Regions from separate parts of the Danio rerio genome. Here region 2 is linked to region 1. Evidence: chromatin contacts called from public Hi-C data. All regions are on one chromosome and are shown on one strand. The core of a region is the stretch at or near the end of the contact, and the rest is flanking DNA. Distances in the headings are between cores, read along the strand shown. Region 1 has its middle 15 kb from the start of rint1. Region 2 overlaps wnt7ba (wingless-type MMTV integration site family, member 7Ba).

Region 1 (6,914 bases), core at 2,089-4,588:
TTTTACGGTGAGTGCAAAATATTATGAAATGTGTGAAATAAAAGAAATGCAATAAAAATAAACTGTGCAAAAGCTTTGTTGCTCCCTGCTGCCTAGTAAACCTCTAATGCCAACTTCCAATGTTCTGACCGAACAGAGAACCTAAATAAACACTCCCAGACTGATTTAATTTTATTAACCCAGGTATTTGACTTATGGGTCAATGAAAAAAAAAAGGTCCAAAATAAAGAAAAGAAAATGTAAATATGCAAAACTGCTCTCAAGTACTTAAATAAATATATTTGAACTTTCATACCATTCACCCAAATATTAATTGAGCTAAAGATAAGATAAATGAAAATGTTAGTAAATTGTGAATAAAAAAAATTTTATTCAAAAGGTAATTCAATTACCAAAAGGTTATGTGGTAGACATAATAAGTAAATAAATAGTAAAAAAAAAAAAAAGTATCTTAAAAAAAGCATGATTAAAACTAAAATATTGTTTGGCTGATTGACTAATGTTAATTCTATAAACAATGTCATATTTTTTTAAACACATTATTACAATAATGAGATCAAAGATCATTTCAGAAACCTTTCAGATTGTACCATCTTATGTCATTGACCCATCTATTATCTATTATTATCCAAAGCCCTTTAAACACATCAGGTGAAAAGAACATGTCAGCAGTTACTTTAGAAGTGATGAAGTGTTTGACTGGCCAAGTTCAACAGGTAAACAAGGCTCTGCACACAAGGAAATCTGAACACTATTAAATGTCCATTATCTAAAAATGGCCAAAATGTCATCCACTGTTCAAAATCGCTATGGGCCTGTCCACTTCTGGAAACCAATCCACAGTAAAGCATAAAAATGGACCATTGCCAGTGTTAGTCAATACAAACTTAGCTTCTTGACCTAGAGTTTACTTGTCCTGACACAAGAGCTGGATTTCCAATTAAAAACTGGAATTCTCCTGGTAGGAATATGTGATTTTGATGGATGTACACGGTCTGTTCCCTTGAGGGTTTAGGAAAAAGAAAGGACAAAAACAGTCTGTTTTTGGACAGGCAATGAGGAGTCGATTTGCAGTTCATCTTTGTGTCATGTCACTACCAATCTGACAACAGCTACTCACGACCGACCTAGTTAGCTAAAAACACCTGTGGTCTCCATTCAATATATCATCAAAATGTCTGTCTGATGCATTTTCTCCAGTCATACATGTCAGAAAATACAGTAGACATTCTGTTACCAGAGCAGAAAATGAAACAAAAAACAGAGCATAACAGAAAAAGTAAAATTGTTTAAAGGTAGGTTCAGAATTGGCAGGTTTCCTTCAAATGAAGCAAACTTTTAAAAAGGCAACCATAAAAAGAACTGAATGCTTAAGCATGATTGCTTTTTTATAAGTTTGTTTAATATTTGCCGTTGCAGTTTAATACAGGTGTGAGAAATGAGTCTCCTCGCAGCAGAACCTAATTTGTTTATGATTGAGAACTTCTCATGTTTTTACTCCTCTGCACATTTTTTAAGCTTTTCAACTGATAAAAACACCATTACATGAAAACACAAGCCAACTTATGATGGTATCAAATTTTCTTGTTGAGATTAATAGTTTTTATAGAGAACCTTTTACAGGTATAATTAAACATATTAAAGTGTTTTTTACTGTATATATACCTTCAGAAAAAATTTATGTATCAACCTAATTCAACTGCAAATAGATTATAAAACACAATATATGTAACATTTAACAATGAAGTCTCATTAGGAAATGTTAGTTAGCAGTTTAAAATCAGCACCAGACTTACAAGTTACTGTTAATATTAAACTGTAAAAAATTATATAATTAATTAGTCATGACAGCATTTGTTTTTTGTTTATTATAACTTACAAAATTAAGTTAAACATGATTAATTTTGTTTAATAAGTTACACAAGCTGTTAAACGTGATATAAACGTGATATAAGTTTAATGGACTCATAAGGTTAATTTGATTCAGCTTAAAAATTTAAGGCAACCAGGAATTTTTTACAGTGCAGTTAAAAAGATACTATTTTATTTTATTAGTTAACCTAATTGATAAAATGAATTTAAATTGCAATCAGATCATGACTATTAATTTAAAGATGTATTAAGCATTAACACTAACAAGAAAAGTAACAACACCAAAGATTAAGAGCTTTTATAGCTTTCATCATTACTATTACTCATGTTTACTATGGGAACCTTATTGCACAGTGCTATCAAACAATAGAAAACCCCTATAAATATTCCACCAAATTTTCAATCAATGTTTAAGCATGTAGTAGGCCAGATTAACCAACATTATCTCACAGCTATTCATAACTTTTTGATTTAATGGCTTATTATTAATTCGTACAATCTCATTTATGTAAATGTTAAAATGTTCACGTTTGCACTATTAAGTCTTCAAGCATTCGGCACTGTTTTGAACACTACAGCAAATACTATGTGAATATTCTTTAAAAGCACTCTAAAAGTTAAACAAAAAAAAAAAAAATATTCATGGTATTTTGAAGATATCCGTGATATCAGTATTATGCATGCTCATTATCACAACATACTGAATTGCTGAATATCAGCATATCTATTTTCAAGTGATCCATCATAGAATTCTTTATTTTTTTGTAAGTTTAAATTCAGTCCTAAAATGATACTGTAAATGCTCAACAAACAAGGCTCAAATTTCTAATTTTTGTATTAGTAATACTTCCAACCAAATGAACCAAGAGAATCAAACTACAAGAGTGAACACACCCTTAGAGACAAACTATTTAAAACTGGCAAGTAAGGGGAAAAAAAGTAGTTGGCTACAAAATCCTGAGTTAATTTTGAAAGTCTGGGATTCAGAATTAAATTTAAGGCTGGAAGTAAACAGCAAGTTTTCCATTTTAAAAAAAATTCAAAACAAAGAAATGCCAAGACTTAAAAATGAAAAACACATTAACAGTTGAACAGATGTTGCGCTTTGGATCAGTCTGAACAAAATAACCATCAAGGGTTTTCAAAAACCCATAGAGCTTGAGTGTAGCTGCCATCAAAACAAAAGAGGGACAAAACAAATACCAAACCATGTTATTTAAAATCAAATCACCTGCTAGCCAAACATAAATTACAGCCTGAATGTGCGATCCAACCAAAGCATTCACCAACTGTAAAGCTTCAAATCTTTGTTTCAAAACCTAGCATTTCCTGAAATCAAAGCGAAGCAAAGATGTAGGCAGGGGTTAAATGAAAGAGCAGCTCTTGTTCAAGCTCCCCCCATTATCAGCTCTCCATCCGCCTCGTTTGCACTTGAATCTTTTTGCCACGCGCTCGCGGTTCGTCCCTGCCAACTTTTTTTTTTTTTATGCGTTCCTCCTCCTCTTTTTTTCTCCTCGCCTCAAACCTGTCAGATCCTATAAGCGAAAACATATTGAACGCTCACTATTTTCTTTCTTGCTTTTTTCCCCCCCCGTCTTTCACGGGACTGATGGATTTTCAATCTCCGAAACGTTTGTCTGCATGACATCACCCTTGGGTTTTAACTGCATTATTTCACCAGATACTCTACAGAGGAGAGAAACACTTTCATTACCTTCATAATTCACTTTGGAAAATGTTCCTCAGACGTCTCCTTTCTCTTTAGTTTAGCTGCTTATTACAACAGGAGCAAAAAAAAAAAAAAAAGCATCCTTACTTGTCACAGTGGCATGCACTTAATTAACTGTAAAAAATAGAATGTGATTACAAAACACTGTGGTGGATAAGATTCCTGGCCTTAACAGAAATGCTGTGCAGGCTCATCAAATTCTACAGGTCACAGTTCCTTCTTAAGCGGTCATGTGTAAACACACACAAAACGCATGTTTAGCTAGGGATGGCCCACAATTGTCTTTTTACTTCAGACTGTACTAACATGCATTAGCATTACTGTACACTATTTGAGATTTTGAACAGCTACAAAGCCCATACTGTATACTATACTTTTTTATATGTTTGGTGTCAGCGAATAAAAAATAAAAAAAGGATGCACTGAATTCAAGCAAAAATGACAGCATGTATATCATATCAAATATACCCAACTAAAAATAATAGGTTTCTGTTCATCAAAAAATCCTGAATGAATGTTTTACCTTTATCATTTCTTTATGTTAGATGGTATTATAAATGAATAAATTTTATTGATGTTTACAATATATATTAAATTTTGATTCAATTATACGTTTTAACTAAATTAAATATTCCTGATATATACAGTACACATTTGTGGCCATAGTACAGTTAGTATTAGCCAGCCTTATTCCCTAAGAATAGTTTGTATTTCCTAATTAACGCTGACATGCTGTAAAACATACAGTTGATTTAAAGTACGCTCCATTTACATTGACACCTACCTCCATTCTTTTGGTACTGCAATCCTGTACAGCAATTTTGGTTGGGAATTACAGAAAAAAATAGATCTTGATACAGAAATACCAATTTCTTCTTTGTTTTGTTTGTAGGATTATTTTCGTAAACGGATGTTTCACCACCTCATTTTAACCTGATTGAAGTCACTCTAAAAGGAGTTTTAAAGCTATTCTTCAACATTGGAAAACTAAACGTTCATTACACATTGAGAATAGAGAATAGAATGTAATATTATAACATATGGTTATAGAGAGGCTACAACTAGAAAGATCATTAGATCTTATGCAAAAATGTGGTTACTTTCTATAATTTTTTGCGATTGGAGAAGAAATTAATTAATAATATCCAATCATTTTCCTCTCTATTTAGTTTTATAATATTTAACCAAAGTAAATTATGAATTAAAGAACATGTGAATTGCAAACTGGCACTCATATTTTATGTGCTTGTGTGTGTATGTTATTTGTGTTACAATTGATGCATTTGATGGCGAGTAAACGACGAGAAATATATATCCAGTTTCTGTAAATTTTCTCTTCAAAAGTTATAAGCAATAAAAATGTCTTCGTATTTGTTTAAAACGAAATTGTGCAGATATTTTAATTCCTTTATAAACAGTTCTTTTTTAAATTTTATTTAGTCCCTTCTGTAAAACAACAGTTTAATTCAAGGTTGGCACCTTGTGGACATACTAAGTTGTAAAAAAACGAATCAAAGTTTAAACAAATGTAATGATCATTGCACATACAGAATGTGGTCATTATTTTAACGAAGGAATCCGCACACAAGTAGAGCTGCATTTAAACGTAAAAACCAAAGTATAATTGTGATTTTCTAATGTAGATGAGGATACGGCGAGCAAAAATAAACTACAGCACCTACCAGACTCTTGCATGGGTGTGTAAATGACATTACTTTTTTCCACCAGCCCAAGAATGCACAGATGACGACAATTATAGAGATGCTGTGATTTCATATGCAGCTCTGAAAACCAAACATAAGAGAAAAGCCCTGTTATACCTCCAAACTTCACAGAAATGCACTTAGTATAAAATATTATTCTTACAAAAGGTATTTTTTAGAGTCTGTTACTGTGCCAAAGGTCACTCAGATACAAAAAGCACTATAAACAGTTCTAGTGAATAATTACTGTTTTATCAGTTTTCCAAAGCACATCTGATTGGCTCGTGGATGTGGGATGGCAGCAGACACAACACACAGCAGACTCAAGGTAAGCATGTCTCACCCCGGCATGTGCGACGGGTAATTAGATGGAAGACAAACAGCATGCTGAGAGACGTGGCAGGTCTGAAAGAGCCAAGTGACGCCTGCTGATGACAGACAGCCTTGCGCTCTTTAAAGCACCGATGTCCCAGGACGTCTAGTGCAGCACGGGCCACTTGAAAAGAAGCAAAAAGCAAACATAAACACAAAAGTTAATAAGCCTGGATAAGGGCTGCTAATCTAACATTTAAAAGGTAACGAGTGACTAATGGAGCTGATAAAGTGCTGCTTTAAATGGGATTTGGTCATAGTTACAATACTTGAGTAGCTTTTAACCTCTCGGGCAAAAATGACACCAGACACAACCAGCAAATCAATGACAAGCAAACATGGGAAAACAATGCATTAACAACAGTTGAAATCAACTTTCAAAGGCTTATCCGTCATCATCGGGTGCCATGTAGTCTGGTGGTGTGTCATATTTATAACTTTCCAGATACATTTAGTTGTCGATTTGCTGAAACAACTCGACTAATCTTTTCGCATCCCAGACGTCACTGCGGTATCATGATATAAGCATGCGGGTCAAAAATCATTTTATTCAAGTGTTTTGCAATAATTGAGAAGATGAGAAATGCAGATGTGAATTATTAGAGGCTGCAATTGTCACTCACTGAGCTTTATAACGTTGAAGGGATTGTAAAGCAATCAGAGAGGCTGGAGTGCTTTCACAGGTCTGTGGCATTCATGTAGTATAATGAATCACTGTTGGGATACAGATGAGCCGTAAGCTTTACAGTTGAAAATTAAAGTTACAGTGTGCAAACCAACATTTATACCTCATCACAGTTTGAATAAACAGGAAGTTGCTCACCCCAGACTTAGACCACCTGTTGAGCCTAAACTTCAAAAGGGCATATGAGAAGCTGCACTCGGTGTTTTAAACTTTAAAAAAATTACAAAAAAGAAATAAATGGTAACAAATAAAGCTTGGATTGCTTGACATGGCAATTTACCAAAACTAGACTTCTGGACTGAAGGAACAAGCTGATCATTCATATTATGCATTATAAACAACAAATATTATTATTGCTATTGGTATTATTACCATTTTATAACAGCAATCAATAATAATATGTATTATTGTAAATAAAAAAAAAACTAAATAAAAGAGAAATTTTTAAACCATATAAATGCACTGTATAATAGTATATTTTTATACTCAATTTTTAAAATCTGAGGTAAATTAACATAATAAATGGGTAAAAACTACTTAAAACACACACAAA
Region 2 (6,914 bases), core at 1,509-4,008, 170 kb before region 1:
TGAATATTTTGTTGTAAGTCTTAAATCATGTTAAACAGGTCTTAATTTTCCTATGTTTAAGTAAAGATAACTAATCACCAATAATCCATCTCAAAACTTTGACTTAAAGATACCTGCAGAAACCCTGTTCAAAGAGGGGCTAATAGTTCTGACTTCAACTGTATATTTTAGATCTTTTTTATGATTTAATAGTCACAGACACTACAGACAACTTTAGATTTATACCTCCAAAAATGTTCAAATTCTGTGACAGCAAGTGATAAAGCTAATGCAGTTTTTATAGTTCTGCAATTTCATCCACATTTCCATACGAAATCACAGGAACCGAAACTACCTTGGATTACCAGTATGATTCATCTCCAATTTGCTCTTGAAGCTTTCTCTTTTTCCTCTTAACAGAAATGCTAAATGTTTTTTTTTTTTTTTTAGTCGACATAAAAGCCAAAAGAATGGATGTCATCTTGCGCAGATATATTTTAAGTCTATCTATTCAGTCCCATGTTCTAGTCCACTTGTATAATAGTCTATAAAACCGAAAATGATGCATAATATTCTCTTAAGCCTGTGAAACTACAAATGAATTGAAAGAGAATGAAAGGGAGGAACCAAAGTGGAAGAAAGAAAAAAAATCGTTTCTTTTGTTAGTGTTTTTGACCGCAATTCTAGCCAAAACTGCACTTTAGCTGAGCTCTCATACTTTGGAAGGTTACACAATGGAATCTGCTCCTTTTCATTTACTTCATCAAGATTGTAGGGGAAAAGAGGACAATTTTCCTTGTCTTGGGGGAATAGCATTGTCTCATTGCATTTTGTCAGTGACCCGTTTGCTCGAGAGCCCCTTAAAATGCTTGCGGGGACGGAAAAGGCTTGTTTAGCGCTCTTGTTCTGTATAGTAAAAGGAATGGAAAGTGGACATCAATACAGCCCACCTCCCTTCAGGGCTGTTTGTTTCAGTTCTTCATCTGCAATTACTTTCTGGGTACTTTTCTTTTTTTTCTCGCTTGCACCCTTTGACATCTGTGAGTCCAAGTGCGTGCGATCAACAAGTTGGTTGATTTTGACCACATGATGCTCTATCACACTTGAATTTGCTCGCATGATTATGCTAGGCTTATTCCCCAGAGCTGACAAAAGATAATTGTAAACACGTGTACAAAGATGTTTCAGAGGCATGTCTTCCCAATTACAGGCTGTGTTAGAAAAAACTGAAGCGAGCAAAGAAAAAAAAAAAACAGCAGACTTTCATAAATGTGTTGCTTATAAATGTCTGAGTAAATCACACAATTTTGCTATAAGTTACTCCAGAATCGATTCTCTTTTTTATTATTCATTCTCACTTAAAACATAAACCAGATGTTGCTTATGTCTACCCACAAACAGATGCAGAAACAGCTGGACTAGTGACAGTTTGTTATACTTTATTATTTACCCACTGCCAGCATATTGTGTTACATTCGTTCACAAATAAAAATCTTAATTAGCTATTTTTTTTTAAATGTTATAATATTTATTATTATTTACATATAATTATGTAAATCATACTTTAAAGGCAAGACAAGGCAAGCGATATTGTATTATCCTGCACCTGTTCGTTTCAACATTTTGTGCATTTTCTTTAATCAATTAATGGACAGAAAACATCCAAAACACACATTATAAGTATCTATAGCAGTTGATCAAGTTGTGTAAATTTAAATTACAACACATTTATAACGGCTGTTAATAAAATTGCAGCTTTTGGTTGATATTTGCATTCTGAAGATTTCTGAATTATAGAGTAAAAAAAAAAGGATTACCAAAATCGACTTTGTAAAAACCTTTGACTAATACATATAAAACTAAAACAAAGATTTTGGACATGACTTCATCCAGTATTCATATTTTCTGTAGTAGAAATGTATGCGATTTGGGTACTGCTTTATTTTGATAGACCCTGTTGCACATTTTGTTGCATTACAAATAGATGCCAATTGCTTCTCACTTGAGTATTAGTAGACTGTCTGCTTAATACATGTTGATACTACTCCTTCAACACGTTTGACTGAGTACATTACACTAACTCTAACCCAAACCTAACACTCTACTTATAATCTATTGAGAATTAGTTGGCATGTAGATGAATTGCAACTTAAATTCAACAAATGCGATAAAGGGTCTTTAAAAATAAAATAATACCGCGATTTGTATGCATACTTAATTTAATATTGCTTTATTTGCATATTTGAACATTGCTTAATACAGAATAAATTGAAAACCTAGTCAAAAAATGAGTGAAAATTTCGTTACTTGTTCAAACTGCTTATTTTAAATGAGTTGAAACTAAATGCATTTGTTTTTTGTAACAATTTAATTGATTTATGTTCAATCAACCTAAATTTGTACAAACAATTAGGTTAACTTAAATGATTTGTGTTGAGACGGCAAGAAGTAATTGTGTTGAACCCAGCATTTTTTACAGTGTATTATTGACAAAACGGAGATACATGGTATTTTAAAATCCTTTTTCACCTTTTTTTTCTTTCTTTTCCAATTCCCCCTCAACCTCTAACTTACCACTAGAGGGAGGCAGAGCTCCACAAAATAATCCTTTCCATTACAAGCAGCTTCCTTCTATCACTGCTGTAAGAAAATCCCCTTTTCTGTCCCTTCATCAAAGTGAACTTCCCACTTCAGGTTTAGCATAAGTATAACCTACCCAACTACCCCCATGTCCTCTTGCCAGAACACTTTCAATAAATCCCCACAAGAGGGCTCTACTCAACAGCCTATTTGCAAAAAAAATTGCTGCCGCCCCAAATGAGAACTGCACCTCACTGCTCCCGCCATCTTGTATCCCGCCCTCCAAAGTATAAACTTATCCACTGTCGATTAAAGCTGAATCAAGACCGCCTGGCTTGAACCCAAAGCCCGCCATTTTTGGGTCTGAAAAATCACACTGCGCCAGGCGGTAAATCAGTTTCTTCATTCTCTTCATGAGAATCTTCATTTTCTACAAATGTGACACAATTCTGTGGTGAAGTTAGAGTTTAAACAATTATAAAACTCATTTTGAGATGAATTTTCCTAAAAGAAAAGCTGTGAGTGTTAGTGTTAGCAGTGCATTAAAATAAAAGCAATATCTAAATTATTATAGAAAACTTTAAAGGTCAAAGAGCAGTAGAAGTATGACCTTGGATGTTTCTGGATTGGATGTTATTATTAGTCACAGCACACACACACACGAAAAAACAGTGCGATAAGTATTTCTAAAATACTGTAGGTAGAGAAAGAAAGAGAAACTGAGCATTTCAGTCCGTCATGTATGCCCGTTTTTTTTTTTTATTAGTGCTGAGCTCATTGATGCGGTTTGTTTGTAATCACACGGGTCGACTGAAGGGTCACCTAAAAGAATAATTGACTTCTAATGAAAATCTTTTCTCTATTCCTCAATGCACGTACTTGTAAATGTAGGATGAGGAATGAGCCACAGGTCAGTGCAGATAATAATTGTGGAATGGAGAGAGAAGGAAAGCTAGAAATTGTAAGATGGGTAAAAAAAGAGGGAGGTTTGTCGTTTTGGTGCCCATGTGATGAATGCCTGTTGGGACAACAGATGTGTGGTGATGTCATTTTAGTGTGTGTTTGTGTGTGTGTGTGTGTGTGTGTGTGTGTGTGTGTGTGTGTGTATGTGTGTGTGTGTGTGTGTGTGCGTACAGGGAGAAGCAGTACCAAAATGCACTCAGTTCTTTGGTCTGTAGTGTAAAGTCACTTTCTGTTGATGTGAATGTCAATACTGTTCAAAGCTGGTTTGTGATATTTAGGCAAAAAATGTGAGGGGATTTTCTCCTCTTTTATTTGTAGACCTCTAGTTTTAGGGTTTGTTTGTTCACACCTGATATTGAAATGTGTTTTTGATGATGCATAAAAAAGTGAATGACATTGAATACAGATGTAAACAATGAGTACGTTTACATGGGCACCAATAATCTGATTTTATTACGGTTAAGACATATTCTGATTAAGAGTCTACCATGTAAACAGTGATTGTTTTATTACCTTAATGCAAAGTCATAATCAAACTAAACAGAAATCGAATTAAGACATGTGGAGTGCGACGATTTTAGTGGCATTATTGAAATTCTGTGCAGACCCGTAAACATCTTAATCAAACTATTACCATCATGCAGGATTTTTTTGCCTTGTTTTGCGACAGGATATTCAATACACTCACGACTGTTTGACACTATTCTCTGCACCTATTGAGTCAGTGAAGGACCACAGGCATCTGCATCGCGAAATGCAGAGTTTTTTTTTTCTCATACTGTGTGCGGGATCAAACTCCATTAAATCACACCAGTCCTTACTTCATACTCGCATCCAATATCTCGTTTGTCACAGGGGCATGAATGAAATGTTCCTGAATGAAAGTGAAAGTGCCAAACTTAAAAATGAAAAATTAAATTAAAAATGAAACAGCTAAAATTATGAAACTCCGGACGAAAGCATGGTGACACGATGTTATTCGATCTATGTGCTATAACATGTAAAACGTGATCATGAAAGGAACATTCAAAAAGCAACTCATGTAAACATTTTCATCATATTATTGTCTTATTCAGATTAAGGCAAATATTATGATTCCATGTAAACGTAGACACTGTCTAAATCGTTTTGTGCTTGTCCACTTTTGACCTCCTCCAGAAGTAGTTGAAAAAGCATTCTGTCGGATTGCTACAGTAGTGTAAATGCTCATGTGGTTGTAAGTGAACACCACTGACCACATACTGACCCAATTCTTAGGTCTAAAAGAAAATCTCTCAAAGAAATCAGTGGAAGAGTTAAATGTGGACAAAAGACAAGTATTGTAATACCTGGTGATCTATTTGTCACACTATCGACCAAAATAAATCTTGCAAAGTGTAAACAGTTTCTGTTACCACCAAAAATTAGAAAGTTACTTCACCCAAAAATGAACATTATTTTATCATTTAATATTGTTCATGTTGTTTCAATCCCAAGACCTTTGTTCATCTTTGGATATTGTAGATGAAATCTGAGAGCTCTCTCTTCCTCCATAGACAGCAAAGCTCAGAAAAGAAACCACAAACATTGTCAAAACATTATATGTGACTTTAGTAGTTAAACTGTAGTCTTACAATAGTAAATTTGACAGTTTTCCAAGTCATTTTTACAGTTTTTTTAATGCACTAAAGTGTTTTTGGTGCATTTGACAATTACAGTTTAACTACTGATGTCACACGGTATGTTTTGACAACGATTTTGGTTTCTTTTCTGGACAGAAACAAAATGTGGGAGTAATCAATAACAGAATTTAGATTTTTAGTGTGAACTAACCCTTTAGCATACATTTTTAAAGGTCACTTCACAAATGGCCCTTTTGCCAAAGCATTACAGTTTCTTTCTCGTATCAGCGCATTCTGTCATTATTTTTTTATCAATTTTTGAAACTCTTACCTTTTTACTTTGACAGTTTTTATGTGGGGAGCATTCAGTTCGGGCAGGTAAAGCATGTGAATGGCAGCTATGCATTAGGTGGACAGTGGTTGGTCTTTTGTGGCTCTTTGAACTTATTCGACCACATGAGTGTTTACACTTCTATTAAATGTATTTTCCACTACCTCAGAAAGTGGTCATAAGTGCTCAAGCTCAAAATGTTTTAGACCCCATTTACACCAGTATTTAGCGTCATCCTCTTATGATCTAGTTGACAAAAATACATTATAATACTAGGGATCATTGTAGAAAAGTGTCATTTTCTATGTCTGTCCTTTGCTGCCGCCGACCAACCACATTGCATAAAACCCTATCTCACTATAATGGCCAACTGAGCAAAAGGTTTCTGATTTAATTGTGGCTGCAATGTTAAACTTTTGCCTCTGTCTTCTGACTCTCTGTGAGGGGCATAAGAAGTCAATTGTTCTTGCGGTATGCCGTGACAATAGCTGTTTGTCATCATGTGGAGCCAGAGAGAGACAGGGCAGAACACACAGTAACTACACTACACCGCTGCCAGTGCTAGGATTTTCAGGCAGGGTCACACCAAGGTCAAAGGACTTTCAGTCACACCATGTCGTGTGCCAGTTGCTCCAATAAGATTGCCTTTTTCTTGTTGACCATTTTAACGCAGTCAGCGATTTTTGAATGCAAAACATCTATTATGTATTTGTGTAGTTGCTAGAATTGTATAGTATTAAAGTGTTGAAAAGAAGATGATGTTGTTAGTTACCACATTACGTACAAATACCTGAGACATTTGTTCATCTCAGGAAGACAAAATAGGATATTTAGGAAAAAATCTGAGAGCTCCATGACCCTCCATAGAGAGCAATGGTCCTGACTTTTTCAAACTCCAAAAAAATCCCCCAAAGTCTATTAAAACAGACCAAATATTGTGCTCAGCATAACTTAGTACACCCAATTTTTAAAATGTTTTTTTTTTTTTTTTTACAACAAAACAGATATTTATTAAACAGATATATTTTTTAAAATAATATTTTTGTTACAGAACACATTTAGAAATTGAAAGATAATACAATAAAATTCAATTGAATTTTTTTTTTAAAGCAAACTACAAAATTTCATCAAAATTTTCTGTATTTTTTTATTTTTACTTACATTTTTGTTTAATATTTTTTTCAAACACAAATTTGAGTCTACTTATTTTTTTAACTGTTATCTTAGGAAATTTTGTTTGATTAGCTCCAGATTTGGCTTCAGTACTGACTAAACTAATAATTATTGGTAAGGCGTGTACTCATATGTGTAGAGAACTGTATCTTCGGTGGTTAAATCAGAATATTACACTAATATTATCAAACTATGAGGATACTTTTCAGCACACATAAAACAAAAATAAAGACTTTATTCAAGATTCTTCTCCTCAGTGTCAGTATGAAGCACACGTTCACTAGGTC

What was found. Hi-C and Micro-C count contacts between places; a contact is called where the count stands out from the background.
Region 2: a Hi-C map of embryo shows a contact between it and region 1, with 2.2 times the contacts expected there. The contact joins two enhancer-like sites. A contact is called at or near these places in 2 of 18 Hi-C or Micro-C datasets (caudal fin and embryo).

What each region holds. Positions count from the first base shown.
Region 1 is chr4:19,115,140-19,122,053 of GRCz12tu, reverse strand. No RefSeq gene overlaps it. Among named protein-coding and RNA genes, the nearest start is that of rint1, 15 kb to the right of the region's middle. Within about 2 kb of position 3,338, at least 4 of the 62 cell types and tissues checked have an H3K27ac peak or open chromatin away from gene starts, as enhancers often do.
Region 2 is chr4:19,281,910-19,288,823 of GRCz12tu, reverse strand. All of the region lies in intron 1 of wnt7ba (wingless-type MMTV integration site family, member 7Ba), which reads right to left. Among named protein-coding and RNA genes, the nearest start is that of wnt7ba, 9.6 kb to the right of the region's middle. Within about 2 kb of position 2,758, at least 25 of the 62 cell types and tissues checked have an H3K27ac peak or open chromatin away from gene starts, as enhancers often do.